Regions from separate parts of the Mus musculus genome. Here regions 1, 2 and 3 are each linked to region 4. A link is a contact called in public HiCAR-type, Micro-C and promoter capture Hi-C data. All regions are on one chromosome and are shown on one strand. Each heading gives the region's core, a stretch centred on a gene start, on an enhancer-like site or on the middle of the called end of the contact. The rest is flanking DNA. Distances are from core to core; before and after follow the strand shown. Region 1 holds the start of Otulin (OTU deubiquitinase with linear linkage specificity). Region 2 holds the start of Marchf11 (membrane associated ring-CH-type finger 11). Region 3 holds the start of Ank (progressive ankylosis). Region 4 holds the start of Fbxl7 (F-box and leucine-rich repeat protein 7).

Region 1 (2,834 bases), core at 115-2,614, 740 kb before region 4:
AGTGGTGGGATTAAAGGCGTGCACCATCTCACCCAGCACAAATGTTCTTTCTATAGTTTATCCTCTTATGTTCCCACCTCCCCGAGTTTATCTTTACAGGTTCTTTACAAAGAACATAGCCCTCCCCTGAAAGAAAGTAAGATAGTTTAGTCTGGAGCCAAGGAAATATGAGGCACAATGGTCCAGGAACACAGATTTGACTTATTCCAAATAGTCTCCATATGCTCCAGCCTAATGGCTTCCTTGCTTTTTTGTTTGTTTGTTTGTTTTTTTAAATAGTAACAGAACAAATCAAACATTAAGTCAAAGGTCTTTCTAAAACGCATCAGGTAGATGGTAGAAATGTTTGTTAAATGTTTGTTATGTGATCTGATGTTATTCTGGCCGTAAGTCTGTAGATCCCAATGATTTACCTAAAAGCTATAATGAGGTTGGCAATAAATGGCTATTAAGGAGAACTGAAGATCGCCCAAGACTGTGCAGCTTACTCCTAATCGGTAATATTCTAGCTCTCCATAATCAAGGACGTTTTAATCACCCAATCAGCCTTGGGGATGTTTAACACTAGTGTGCTCCCCTCACCTCTGAACATCAGTTTAGTCCTATGCTTTAATATTTAACTGCAGGCAAAAATGATCTTTCATAAATGGCCTTATAGAGAGAACACGGAAAAGACGAAGCTCAAGCTTATCAATCTAAACTTGGCTTTTTATGATCTGACTTCCAATCTTACTTTTCGGTTCTGCCCCTGAACCTATCTGCAGGCTTCCGAAATGTCCCTGCCTCGCTATTGCTCCATACTCGGGTTCTGCCTCAAGGCTGGAGCCATGCCTACTAACTCACCCACTCTCCCCGGCTTCTGCGCCTCCACGGTCATACCTTGGAAATCTGTTAATGTCAGCCCTTTACTCTTACTCTTAAATCGATCACATGAAGCAATCTAATTCAAGATGGCACAGAATGTTGTGCTTGCTCAACTACGACCCCACAGCCGAGGTCAAGGCCACGTGGGCTCCAGAGGCCGCGCTGGCACTGAGGAACGGTGCCAGCAGAACTTTTAGGGGACCAAGGATGAAGTTCTGTACCGAGGTAAGTACTACCCGGCATCCTAACTCTCTCAACTCCACACCGCCCAGCCGCGTGTCCTGCCCAGCCTCCAACATCCCCCAACACCACCTACTGAGCCCGGACATGCGCAGTGGGCACACGGCGCGGGCCGCTCCAGGCTCCGCGGCTCAAATCCGCTCTGCGCAGGCGTCCTCCCTCCATTCCCAGCCCCGCCCGTTCCAGGTCCCCTAGCCTCTCGCCACGCCCCCTTGCTGCAGGTCAAAGGTCGCGGGGCGGGCCACAGTGACGCTTACGGAAGCGCTCTGCGGACCTCGCGGGGTGCGGGGCAGCGCAGCCACGGCTCCGGACGGCGGGACGGCAGGGCCCGGCGTGGCCGCGGATGAGTCGGGGAACCATGCCCCAGCCCGGAGCGTGGCCCGGTGCAAGCTGCGCCGAGACGCCGGCGCGCGAGGCCGGGGCCGCGGCGCGGGACGGCGGGAAGGTGACGGCCGGCGCGCAGCCCCGGGCCGCGACGCGATGCCCGGCCGAGCAGTGAGTGAGCGGGGCGGGCGTGGGAGCGGGCGCGGGCGCGGGGCTGCGTGGGTTCCCTCGGTTTCAGGTCGGCTACCCAGACCGAGCAGTAGAGAGTCGGGAGTGTGGACCCTGTCACAGCTCGGTCACCCAGGCCGCCACACTCCCGCTTTGACAACTGTCCAATCCTGAAGTTAGGGAAAGCGCTAGGAATTTGGGAAAGAAATCCAGAGAGGCCCCTTTAATGATCCACTGACTCCCTGTAGCTCTTTTCCCCTAACCTAGCTCGGAGGAAGTGAGTTCGCCCCAGTAACAGCCACAGAATTGTCCTGCGATGTCACCACTTGAAGAGTTTCCCACCTGTTGGACAGACTTTGGCCACAGGCTGGCCCTCTCCGTTTTACCCCGTCAGACCCTGGCTAGGTATTCCTACCACTCTTTGCTTTTACACACACACACACACACACACACACACACAGGCACACAGTTTTAGAGCAGTTCCTTATTGACTGTGAAGAAAAACAGTAAGTTAGAAGCGATTTCACTGTGCAGGGTTTGGAGGTGTCTACTGAGTTCGTGGCACAGTTCTAGATGTCTTTGGACTTAGAAAATCAAAAGCTCCGACAGTCAGTTTTCTTATGATCCAAAAGTTAAAGCATAAGGTGTGTCTAGATGGACCTTTAGAGCTCTTTCAATTTCCTAAGAAGGGGTCTTTTGAAGCCTTGTTAAGGAAGACGGGATATAATAGCAGCTCAGTTGTGAGGTGCTTTGCGGTGGGCTTTGACCGCTTTCGTTTATTGAGCGCCCGAGTGTGATGGTAATTATTCCTGTAATGAGCTAGTGGTAACAGGAAAGGTATAGAGTGGGAAGCCTTAACCTTCTCTAAGAGCTAGGCTGCCAATTAGCGTTAGTGACATTGTCTGTTAGCTTTGGGACTTGGGGAGCTTTTAGCTCTTTATTTGGGTCAGCATTATCTAAGCTTCAGCCATAGTTGCTGTAGTCAATGAATCTAGATAGCCTGGTTTTTTTAAATGAAATGTCCTGATTCTTAAGTAGGGACACTTATTTTTCTTTCTATTGAGCTCCTTTATATTACAGGGCCATGTTTGAGTTGGTCTAGTCTGTGGTTGCCAGGTTGAAACTGTCTAGGTTAGAGATGTCTCTTTCCTCTGCTCTTCCTCTGCTTCCTGACGGCTCTGCCTTTCAGCCTGCTTTCCTAGTCCATTCCTTTCCTGGATGCCCAGCCTTTTAAGCCC
Region 2 (3,030 bases), core at 125-2,624, 590 kb after region 4:
CTTTGCAAGGGAGATGCATTCTCATTTCCCCTGCATGATGGTTCTTGTGGAAGTTTGTACGTGACTCTAATGATGCTTATAATTTTAAAAATGCATTTCTAACAAAGCATCAAGGACATCAATTGGCTAAGATACCCTTTCTGTTCAAGTACTTCCTTTTGCAAGAACTGTAGCACCTTTCTCATTAAAAATTTGTAATAAAAAACCCACCCTTTTTTGGTATTGCATATTGGTATTGCATACCTCATATTGGTATTGATGTAGCATGACTTATCCCCAGCCTCATTTGTATTCTGAAACTAAGTTCTCTGGATACATTAACAGAAAAGAGACCTGGCTTGAATCTACTTATAAACTAAAATCCTTTGAGTAATTCACAAGAAACGCTTGATGATGTTACCATTATAGTACCTAGGAGTACCTGACTTCAAAATAAGGTAGAGAGAAAAGGTGTAGGTTAATTTACTTCTGTATTGGCCACCAGAACACTTTATCAGCCTTCTCAGAAAGAGAACTGGAGAGGGAAGCTCAGTTGTGGGGCGTGCGCTGTCCGTGGTGCTGAAAGCTCTACCCTTGCGGTCCAGGTCCAGGACTCACCGCCTGCAGACCTGGGGTCCCTCTGGCCTTACCTGCTCTGCGCCCTGGAAGCAGATCTTGCAAATGGGCTGATGGTGCTGGTGCTGGTGCCCCGAGCGCTGGTCGCTACCGCCGCCACTACTGCTGCTGCGGCTGCTACATACGGAGCGTGTTTCGGGCTGGTCTCCGGTGCCTCGCCGCTCGCCCTCCCGGCACGCGCCGGCCTCGGGCTCCCCCGGGCTGCCTTTCCCCGTCGCAGCCTCGGGGAGCTTCACCTCTGGAAGGCGCCTAGGACCTTCGCAGGAGTCGCCCGCCGCTGTCACCTCCTGGTCGCCGGGCAACAGAGACGGCGGCAGCGGCGGTAGAGGCTCTCCTGCGCCCTTGCGCCGAGGGGCCAGTTCTACCGGCGGCTCGCCCGACCCTACGATGCGCTCCAGAGGCGCGGGCAGCGGCGGCCGGTAGCGTGGGGAGGTGGGGACCAGGACCGACTCTCCCGGAGGCGGGGGTGGGGGCGGCGGGGGCAGAGGTGGCTCAGCTTCGAGGCTGTCCGCCCGGCTAGACCGTTTTTTGCCCTCGTCGCTCATGGTGGAGTCGCCGCCGTCCTCCTGCCCGCCCGGTGGCGGGCCGGGCGCGGACTGCAGCCAGAGAGCGCAGAGGAAGGCTGGAGAGGGAGGAGGGAAGAGGGTGGGAAGGGGAACCGGGGCGAAGGGACTAGGAAGGCGGGACCAGGAGAGGACGCGGAGGACCGGCGCGGCGGCCGCAGAGGCGGCTGTTCAGCGGAGCCGCCGGCTCGGCTCTGATGGAGGCGGCGCCGAGTTCGGCTGCCCGTGCCAGGCGCGCGGGGGTGGGGATGGGAGGCGGGGAGGAGCGCAGAGCTGGGCAAGGAGGCTGGGAACAAGCACTGGACTGGGGGATGGGGGTAGGCAAGTCGTGCGTGAGAGAGAGGTGTGGGGTGCCGAGAGGACCCTGCTGGAACTGGGGGATTCCTGGGCCGCTTCCACTAACCCCGCCCCGGGCCGCTCACGTCGGTTCCGGGGCGGATTGCCCCTCGCAGAAGCGCGCGGTACTGCGGCTCCAGTGAGAAAGGAAAAGGGGGAGGGGTCGGAAGCTGCCGATCCAAAAACCGTTACTGGGTGGATCTGGGGGAATTCCGAGAAACCCGCCGGGTGGGGGCGCGGTGGGCCAAGCAGAGACCCGCGTGGGAGTAAGGATGAGGGCGAGGTAGGCATCCCTGTGAACAGAGGCACGCAGGAAAGGACTCTTGAGGACAGATGCTGTAGCTGCTCTTTGCTCCACTGTTGTTTTGGGGATCCCAGTCCTCTCTTCTTCAGAGGACTCTGCATCTCAAAAGTCTTCAAGCAGAAGCCTCTGAAACCTTTGTCATCCTGGGAATGCCCAATCCCCCTGTCTCCCTCTCCTGAATATATACATCCTGGATTTGTAAAAATTTTCGATGCGTCCGAGGTTGGAGGGTTGCAATGCTCCATTCTGTGGCTTGTGGGTCTCCTTCATGCTTGCACAAATATTGCTGCGTCCTTCCCAGGAAAAGTGGTTACAACCTTGACTCAGCCTGCCTCCACCCTCATCCACCCCCCACCCCCAGTCTCTCCTCCCTCTCTCCCTCTCTCTCCCTCTCCCCGGCCTCCTCTCTCCTCCCTCCCTACCCCTCCCTACCTTTTCTCTCCCTCTTCCTCTCTCTCCCCACCCCTTTCCAGTAGGGTACTGTGCTCCTGTGCTCTGGCCTTCTGTTCCAAACCCAGCAGTCTGAACTCTTAGGTTATTGGGGTTTTACCCTGCAAGGTGTCCATGCAAATCAATTGTGACTTATCACTGAAGTGGAGTCTTAATGACTTTGACAGAAGTGACTGGCCCTAAAACATTCCTTATTGGCCACATTTCATAGCTGAAGACCTAGGACCAGATAGGCAAACTAAGTTCAAGGTCACCAGCCTATTTAAGGACTGTCCATAGATCTGACACCAGTGTGTGTGTGTGTGTGTGTGTGTGTGTGTGTGTGTGTGTGTGTTTGCGTGCGCGTGCGCGCGCCAGGGTGATGGGCACATGAACATATACCAGCATTCACACACAATCCTTTCTTCATCTTCTTTAAAATAGTTCTGTAGCATGTGGGTTGTTTTGTGTCTCTAACTCCAGTTAACAGAATTGAAGTACTTGAGCACAGGCTTAAGTAGAATTTACAAGTATACATTTGCCTTTTTTAAAAAAGGAAAGAGAGAGGGTGAAGGGAAGGAGGAAAGGAGGGAGAAAGAAACAAACAACAAAGAAAAGAAAGGTAAAGACCCGGGTCTTTTGACATATATCACTGTGGCCTGGATGGAGTTGCAAAAGAAAGAAGAAGGAGGAGAAGAAGAAGAAGAAGAAGAAGAAGAAGAAGAAGAAGAAGAAAGAAGAAGACTGCTTCATCACAAATGGCTTCAGATGAAACAGCTTCCA
Region 3 (3,076 bases), core at 285-2,784, 570 kb before region 4:
GTGAGACGTTTTAATAATTTTCTATGTCTTAATCATCTCCAACGCATGTGAAGCAGATACCTCGTTTTCCTGTGCTCCTGTATCGACTCTTCACCTGCCTGTATGAATTATCCTTCCCTACACAGAGGTGGGCTATACCTGCCTACCCAGTGACTGTCAGAAACTCCTCACTCCCGCCTCCATCCAGAGCCCCTTAATGAACAAAAGAGGGTTTATCCCACTGCTTTGAAAGGAAAAAATAGTACATTTGCAAAAGTAGGTCTATCTTACACTTTTGAAAAGGTCCAGCTCCCACCCCCAAACCCTCTCCCGGACCTTAGGCTGTAACTGCAACTGCCAGGAAGCCCTGCAAAAGGGTACCAGTGCCTCACCGCCACGGGAGAGCCTGCAGCACCAGATTGGTAATGACGCCACATGGAGATAGCGTGAAAAAAGAATGAGAAGGCAGCACCAGAAATGTGCTCTCGTCCAAAGGGGTGGAAGGAAGAGAGGAGAGAGAACACACACACACACACACACACACACACAGAGAGAGAGAGAGAGAGAGAGAGAGAGAGAGAGAGAGAGAGAGAGAACAGATATCCTAAAGTAGATATAATCAGTGATCCTCTAGGCAAGGTACCTCCTGGACACCCCTAATCCTTACCTAGGCTACATGCAAAGATGTAAATTTGGAAGTACGTGGGAAATCAACTTGGAGACATTGTAAGGCAAATTCTCCCACCATCACTACCATCACCAAACCCTGTGCAAGTAAAAAGCCAGCACTAAATGCTACTAGAAACTACATGCAGTTCTGGGCCCGAGGTTTACATAATCACAAATTACATAATACTCATCCCGAGCACTAAACCCCTTTCTATAGGTGAAGTTCCCCATCATCCCGTCGCTTGCTATTTTCCAAAGAACGCTGGAAAAGTCTCCAATATCTGCGGAGGGAGGGGATGGGGCGCTGCAAAAGTCACCCTCGACAAGCCGCAAAGCCACGTCAAATGGTCCAGGGTAAAGGGGGTTCGGAGCAGGTGACTCCTCTCCTCCCGCATCCCCCCGGCGCCCGGCATCCAAGGCCGAGGCTGGGCGAGCGAGGCGCACCGGGCGCGGCCGGGCTTACCTGCTCCCCGAAGTCGATGGCTATGTTGGTGATGCCGAGGGGCACCAGGAACCGGATCAGGGGCCAGTAGTGCGTGAGCGCCGGGAATTTCACCATAGTCCCCGCCGTGGGCTGACCCCACACTCATCTGCCGCCGCGAGGGCACTGTGCTGGGAGGCGCGCGGAGCGCAGCGCGGGGACGGAGGCCGCGGCCGGCGGGGCCTGGGGCGGCGGCTGCTCGCGGCGGCGGCGGCGTCCTCTCCAAGCGCTGCTGCTCTAGCAGGAGAGCCGCGAGCTCAAGTCCATCCCCGCTGCCCTCCCACACAACAAAGATCTGCCGGGGAGAAAGAGAGGAGGGACAGGGACGGCAGCGGCGGCAGCGGCGGCGGCGGCGGCGGCGGCAGCAGAGGCTTCTGCTGACAGCGGCTCCATTATAAGCGCTCTGGGCCCGGAAATAAATAAATAACCGCGCGCACGAGGCGCCTCCGCCGCCGCCGCCGCGCCGCGCGGAGGAAATCAGGGGCGGGCGGAGGCGCGACACCGCTGGCGACCCGGGAGGGGGCCGGCCCGGCGCCGCCTCCCCGCTCCGCTGCGCACGGCTCGGCCGCGGGGGGCGCTGCGCTCGCACAGGCCACTGCCGTCCGCGCCCGCGGGGGACCGGGGCGCCGCCTGAGCCGAGCGCGCGGAGCGGGGAGTCAGGCGGGGCGGGCGAGCGGGCGGGGACTCCGGGTGACCCGACACCGACAGCCCCATGCTGTCCCCGGAGCGTCCGGCAAGGCCGTGTGAGCGCCGTCTCCAGAGTTGGGAACCAGGAGTAGAGCTTCGGGGACAACCGAGCTGGAAAGGCCTCGGCGTCCGGGCGGCCTTGAGGCGGACTGGGAGCTGCTTTAGGGTGATGGGGATACGGCTGCATTAGTGGGAGAGAAGGATGGTTTACCAAAACGAGCATCTCGCATCTCTCGTGACAGAGATCTGCAGACCCTGGGGAAAAATACACCGGGTGGCAGGGACTGACTGTCCGTCCTGGACTAGGGTTCTGGGATGCTCCATACCGGTCTCCAGCTTTTGCTAGTAATGTGCAACCGTTTACTTATTTAAAAGTCGACCGGTAAATATGCTTAAAAAAAAAAAAAAGGAAAGAAAATCTGCTCGGCTGTGTTATAATATGTCCCCAGTGATTTCATGATAAATCAGTTGCTGAGCTGAGACTTTTACCTAAAACTGAAAAGCTTGACAAAGCCAGCATCAGCCGGTGTCCCAGTATAGTGTATGAAAAAAGGGTCCAAGCCAGTGACTGAAGCATTCACAGCAGGGCGGGGCTGGCCTCCAAGAGACGAGTACAGTCACACAAAAAAGCTTAGCTCGTAGAGGGTCCTGTGCCTGCTTTGGCTCTCTGTTTTTGCCTTAATACTTTTCATTAATATTTATTTTATTATTTTATGTCTATGGGCAGATATTTTTTTTTGTCTGCATGTCTGTCTGTGCATGACATGCTTGTCCAGCACCCACAGAGCCCAGAAGAGGGCATTGGAGCTTCTCCTGGATTCCAGAACATTGTGAGCTACCATATGAGTGCTGGAATGGAACCCGGGACTCTGGAAGAGCAGCAGTCGGTGCTCCTAACTGCTGAAACATCGTTTTCTTCAAACCCTGGTCTTGCCCTCTTGAAATGATGAATTTCTGAACAAGGGGCCTTAGCTTTTCATTCTGTAGCAGTTGAGATAGATGGTTTGTTCAACTTGTATCTTCCTATGCATCTTTTTTTTTTTTTTTTTTTTTTGGTTTTTCGAGACAGGGTTTCTCTGTATAGCCTTGACACATCTTTTAAAATAAACATAATGAGTTAAACTTGTGTATTACTTAAAACATTCAAGTATTTTGTCCTAAGAAATGAACCCATTCCCTTTATCTCTGTAAGGCTCATATTAATACTATATTTGAAGGTAATCAGAGGCAGGAGGATTGCTGTAAGTTCCAGGCCAATCT
Region 4 (2,934 bases), core at 148-2,647:
ACAGATGCCTGCAACCCTAGCAATTTTGAGGGGGAGTGGAGGCAGATTGCTCAGATTTTCAAAGTCACCCCAAGGACCAGGCAGAATCCATCTTGTGCAGGAAGACAGCCCTGCTGTCTACTCATTTTTAGATTGATTTTGTGTTTTCTAGCAGAATCTTGTAGGGAGCCCATCATAAATTAATTTTAATTTTAATGTTTTTAATTTTATCTCATTAGACAAGTGTTTAGGAATTACACATTACTGTTTAGATATTTTAAAAGACATTAAAACATTCTTTTATGGCTTTGGAGTAGAAGACAAAAAAGGTTCCCAACACAATAATTATTCTGTTCTATCTTTGAACGTTTACACGTTTACTTAAGAATATGGTATCTGCATGGTTAAGGATAGATTTTAAACTTTGAAACATAATGTTTTATCTTTAATGAAGAGCATTGTAGGAACTCATCTAAGGAGAATTTACAAGAAGTCAAATCATCTCATAAGAAGCCATTGTTTACTAACTCCTGGGTTTCTATTCAAGAATTATGTATATATAAAGATAAACATATCACTAAGCTTTAATTTAATTTACAACATCTGTAAGGAGAAACTGCTGCGTGTTCGTTTCACCACCAAAAAAATCTGCGTGAACAACGTTCTGATCTTCAGTGAGACTTTCTAGGCACTTACATAGAAATGGAGTAGGACATTAAGATTCTCTATCTTTTTTTTTTCCCTATTTAATGGAAGGAACACCAAAGGGCGATTTAAAGGAGGAGGGGGCTTTGCAAACGCCACGTAAATCTCCAAACGAAGTAGTAAGTTACTAAATAAAAGATGGCATCAACTACAAGAAGAAAAATAAATAAATAAATGAGGAGGGAAAAAAAAGTCGTGTCTCGGAAGCTTTCAAAACTTCAGAGCCAGGAAACCTCCTTCTCAGGGCGGGGAATGTCTTTGCTCTCCAGAGACCACTCCCTTGCTAAGTTCCTCTCAAGTTTTCCTTACCCCTCCTCCATTCCTCGCGTTAGCCCCGAAACCCAAGGAGCCGCTGGAGATTGCCAGCACAGGTACCAGAAATGTGCCAGAACCGGACACTGACTGCATGTTTCTAGTAAACGTCACAAATGGGCCATTTTTTTTGTAGACAACTCCAGGGGAATTCGAAGAACGTCTTGAAGCCCACAGTCCACAGAAAACACAGCGCGCAGCACGGTCCTTCACGCCGGAGGGTTCGCGAGTGGCACGGAGAGCCAGAGCCCTGGCGGGGACCAGGAGCCGGAGCCCGGAAAAGGCGTGCTGCCCCTTTAAAAGGCCGCGCATCTCCGGGCCGGCCTTCCTCCCGGGGGCTCCAGCTGTGATTGACGCTGGGCGGCGAGAGGAGGCGCCTGGCGCTAACAAAAGTCCGGCCCGCAGGCGAGCAGCGCCGGGCCACAAGTCTCTGCTCACTCGGGGCACCGCAACAAGTGGCCGCCGCGCCCTCCCCGGGGAAGCCGCGGACGCACGGGGGCGCAGGGCGGAGGCGGAGGCCGAGGAGCCGGACAGCCTGGGGCAGGCGCGGCTCGGCTCGCACGGCTGGGGACCGCGGAGGCGCATGGGGACCCCACGGCGGTGGAGCGGCGAGTCTAGGGGCGGCACCCGGGCGCGGGCTGTGCTTCGCGCTGCTCCCACTCGCCCGGAGCGCGGAATCTGAGAGCTCCGGTGGTTGCTCTGGAGCTGGCTCGCCACCCTCGGGGGTGCCAGGAGCGGACCTAGTCCCACCCCTCCGGTCGCAGAGCACTGCGGACCCCCAAGCCCAAATCGGCCCTTGGAAGGGGCATGTGCAGCTAAGGGTCCGGTCCTGCCCGCTTTCCTCTGCCCCGCCGCCTGGGAGGTGCGCCCCAGCTATGCAGTGTCCAGGGAGGAGGCGGGCATGACGGCGACAGGATGGGCGCGAACAATGGCAAACAGTACGGCAGTGAGGGTGAGTGGGCCGAACGTACCCCCTCCCCCGACTCCCGGATCGCGCCCCCTCCCTTTCCTCTCGCACACAGCTCAGGCGCACCCTACTTTGGTGACGTCGGGGTAGCCGGCTTCCCTTTGGGCTCTGCTTGATCCAGTCTCTGGTACCTGGACGTGCCTTTCCACCACTGGGGTCTCTTAAGCAATTTTCCAGGTTGTCTTTAGGACTGCTCAAGTTGCATTTCTGCTGTGTTTCTGAACACGTGTGCCCCAGCTTTTCCTTCTCTGCGCACCTTGGTCTAGGTGATGGTTTGGCAGAGAATTGAAGCAGTCAAAACTTTCCCAGGCCTTTTTGTGCTTTAGTCCTCTGGACTTCCTCCTATCAGGAAAAAAACTTCGGGAAGAAGTTAAGCTTCCATTCTTTGCTAACTGCCCTGGTCTGACAGGTCTGTGAAACTAACCACCTATGGGTCCCGCGAGGCATGGAGTGGCTGGGAGCTTTGTCTGGGCTCTCTCGAGGCTCAAGACAGGCAGAGCACCATCTGTTACTCGGGGCTGGAAATTGCACAGAAATATTGCCTGTCAAGTGAGTACTTGGAAGTTGGGGGAAACTTTAAACTCCGCCTACTCCTAAAGGGATGATGGATGTGTGGGTTGCCTCCTCAGTCCCGCCTTCCCCGCTTTGCATAATACCAGTAGTGTTTTAACCCCTGTGATTAACAGCATGTCCCTGATATGCACAAAGCAAAGACATTTTCTACAGTTCAAGAGTTAAGGTCTGTATCGAGTGAACCTGGTTGAAAGGAGTGAGGAGACTGGGTTGGCTTTCCTGCCTTTCCCCAGAGCACAGGCGGTTACAAAGGAGGGAAGAGCCCTTTCAGACTGGCAGGAATGCAGAATAGCTATTCAGCATCTGGTGTTAAGGAACCGCTTATCAGCCTGTCCAAAACTTGGAGCCATAGTTACAGAATGTAGGGGCGTCTCTCCCTGTTTGTATCTGTGTTTACT

The links. Promoter capture Hi-C pulls out the DNA fragments that hold promoters and counts their contacts. Hi-C and Micro-C count contacts between places; a contact is called where the count stands out from the background. HiCAR-type assays count read pairs that join an accessible place to other places.
Region 1: a HiCAR-type map of astrocytes shows a contact between it and region 4, with 2.7 times the contacts expected there. The contact joins the promoter of Otulin here to the promoter of Fbxl7 in region 4. A contact is called at or near these places in 1 of 484 Hi-C or Micro-C datasets (embryonic stem cells) and 1 of 115 datasets of contacts at active chromatin or transcription factors (astrocytes).
Region 2: a Micro-C map of embryonic stem cells shows a contact between it and region 4, with 4 times the contacts expected there. The contact joins the promoter of Marchf11 here to the promoter of Fbxl7 in region 4. A contact is called at or near these places in 3 of 39 promoter capture datasets (the 3T3-L1 cell line, the SN4741 cell line and liver), 3 of 484 Hi-C or Micro-C datasets (the N1E-115 cell line and embryonic stem cells) and 1 of 115 datasets of contacts at active chromatin or transcription factors (astrocytes).
Region 3: a promoter capture Hi-C map of hippocampal neurons shows a contact between it and region 4, with 2.5 times the contacts expected there. The contact joins the promoter of Ank here to the promoter of Fbxl7 in region 4. A contact is called at or near these places in 1 of 39 promoter capture datasets (hippocampal neurons) and 1 of 115 datasets of contacts at active chromatin or transcription factors (astrocytes).

Annotation. Positions count from the first base shown.
Region 1 is chr15:27,629,223-27,632,056 of GRCm38.p6, reverse strand. Otulin (OTU deubiquitinase with linear linkage specificity) reads left to right here and starts at 1,364. Exons shown (of 7, transcript NM_001013792.2): 1 at 1,364-1,599. The coding sequence starts at 1,448.
Region 2 is chr15:26,307,392-26,310,421 of GRCm38.p6, reverse strand. It overlaps Marchf11 (membrane associated ring-CH-type finger 11), which reads right to left and starts at 1,374. Exons shown (of 4, transcript NM_177597.6): 1 at 630-1,374. The coding sequence starts at 1,160.
Region 3 is chr15:27,465,135-27,468,210 of GRCm38.p6, reverse strand. Ank (progressive ankylosis) reads right to left here and starts at 1,534. Exons shown (of 12, transcript NM_020332.4): 1 at 1,112-1,534. The coding sequence starts at 1,207.
Region 4 is chr15:26,894,027-26,896,960 of GRCm38.p6, reverse strand. Fbxl7 (F-box and leucine-rich repeat protein 7) reads left to right here and starts at 1,397. Exons shown (of 4, transcript NM_176959.3): 1 at 1,397-1,948. The coding sequence starts at 1,912.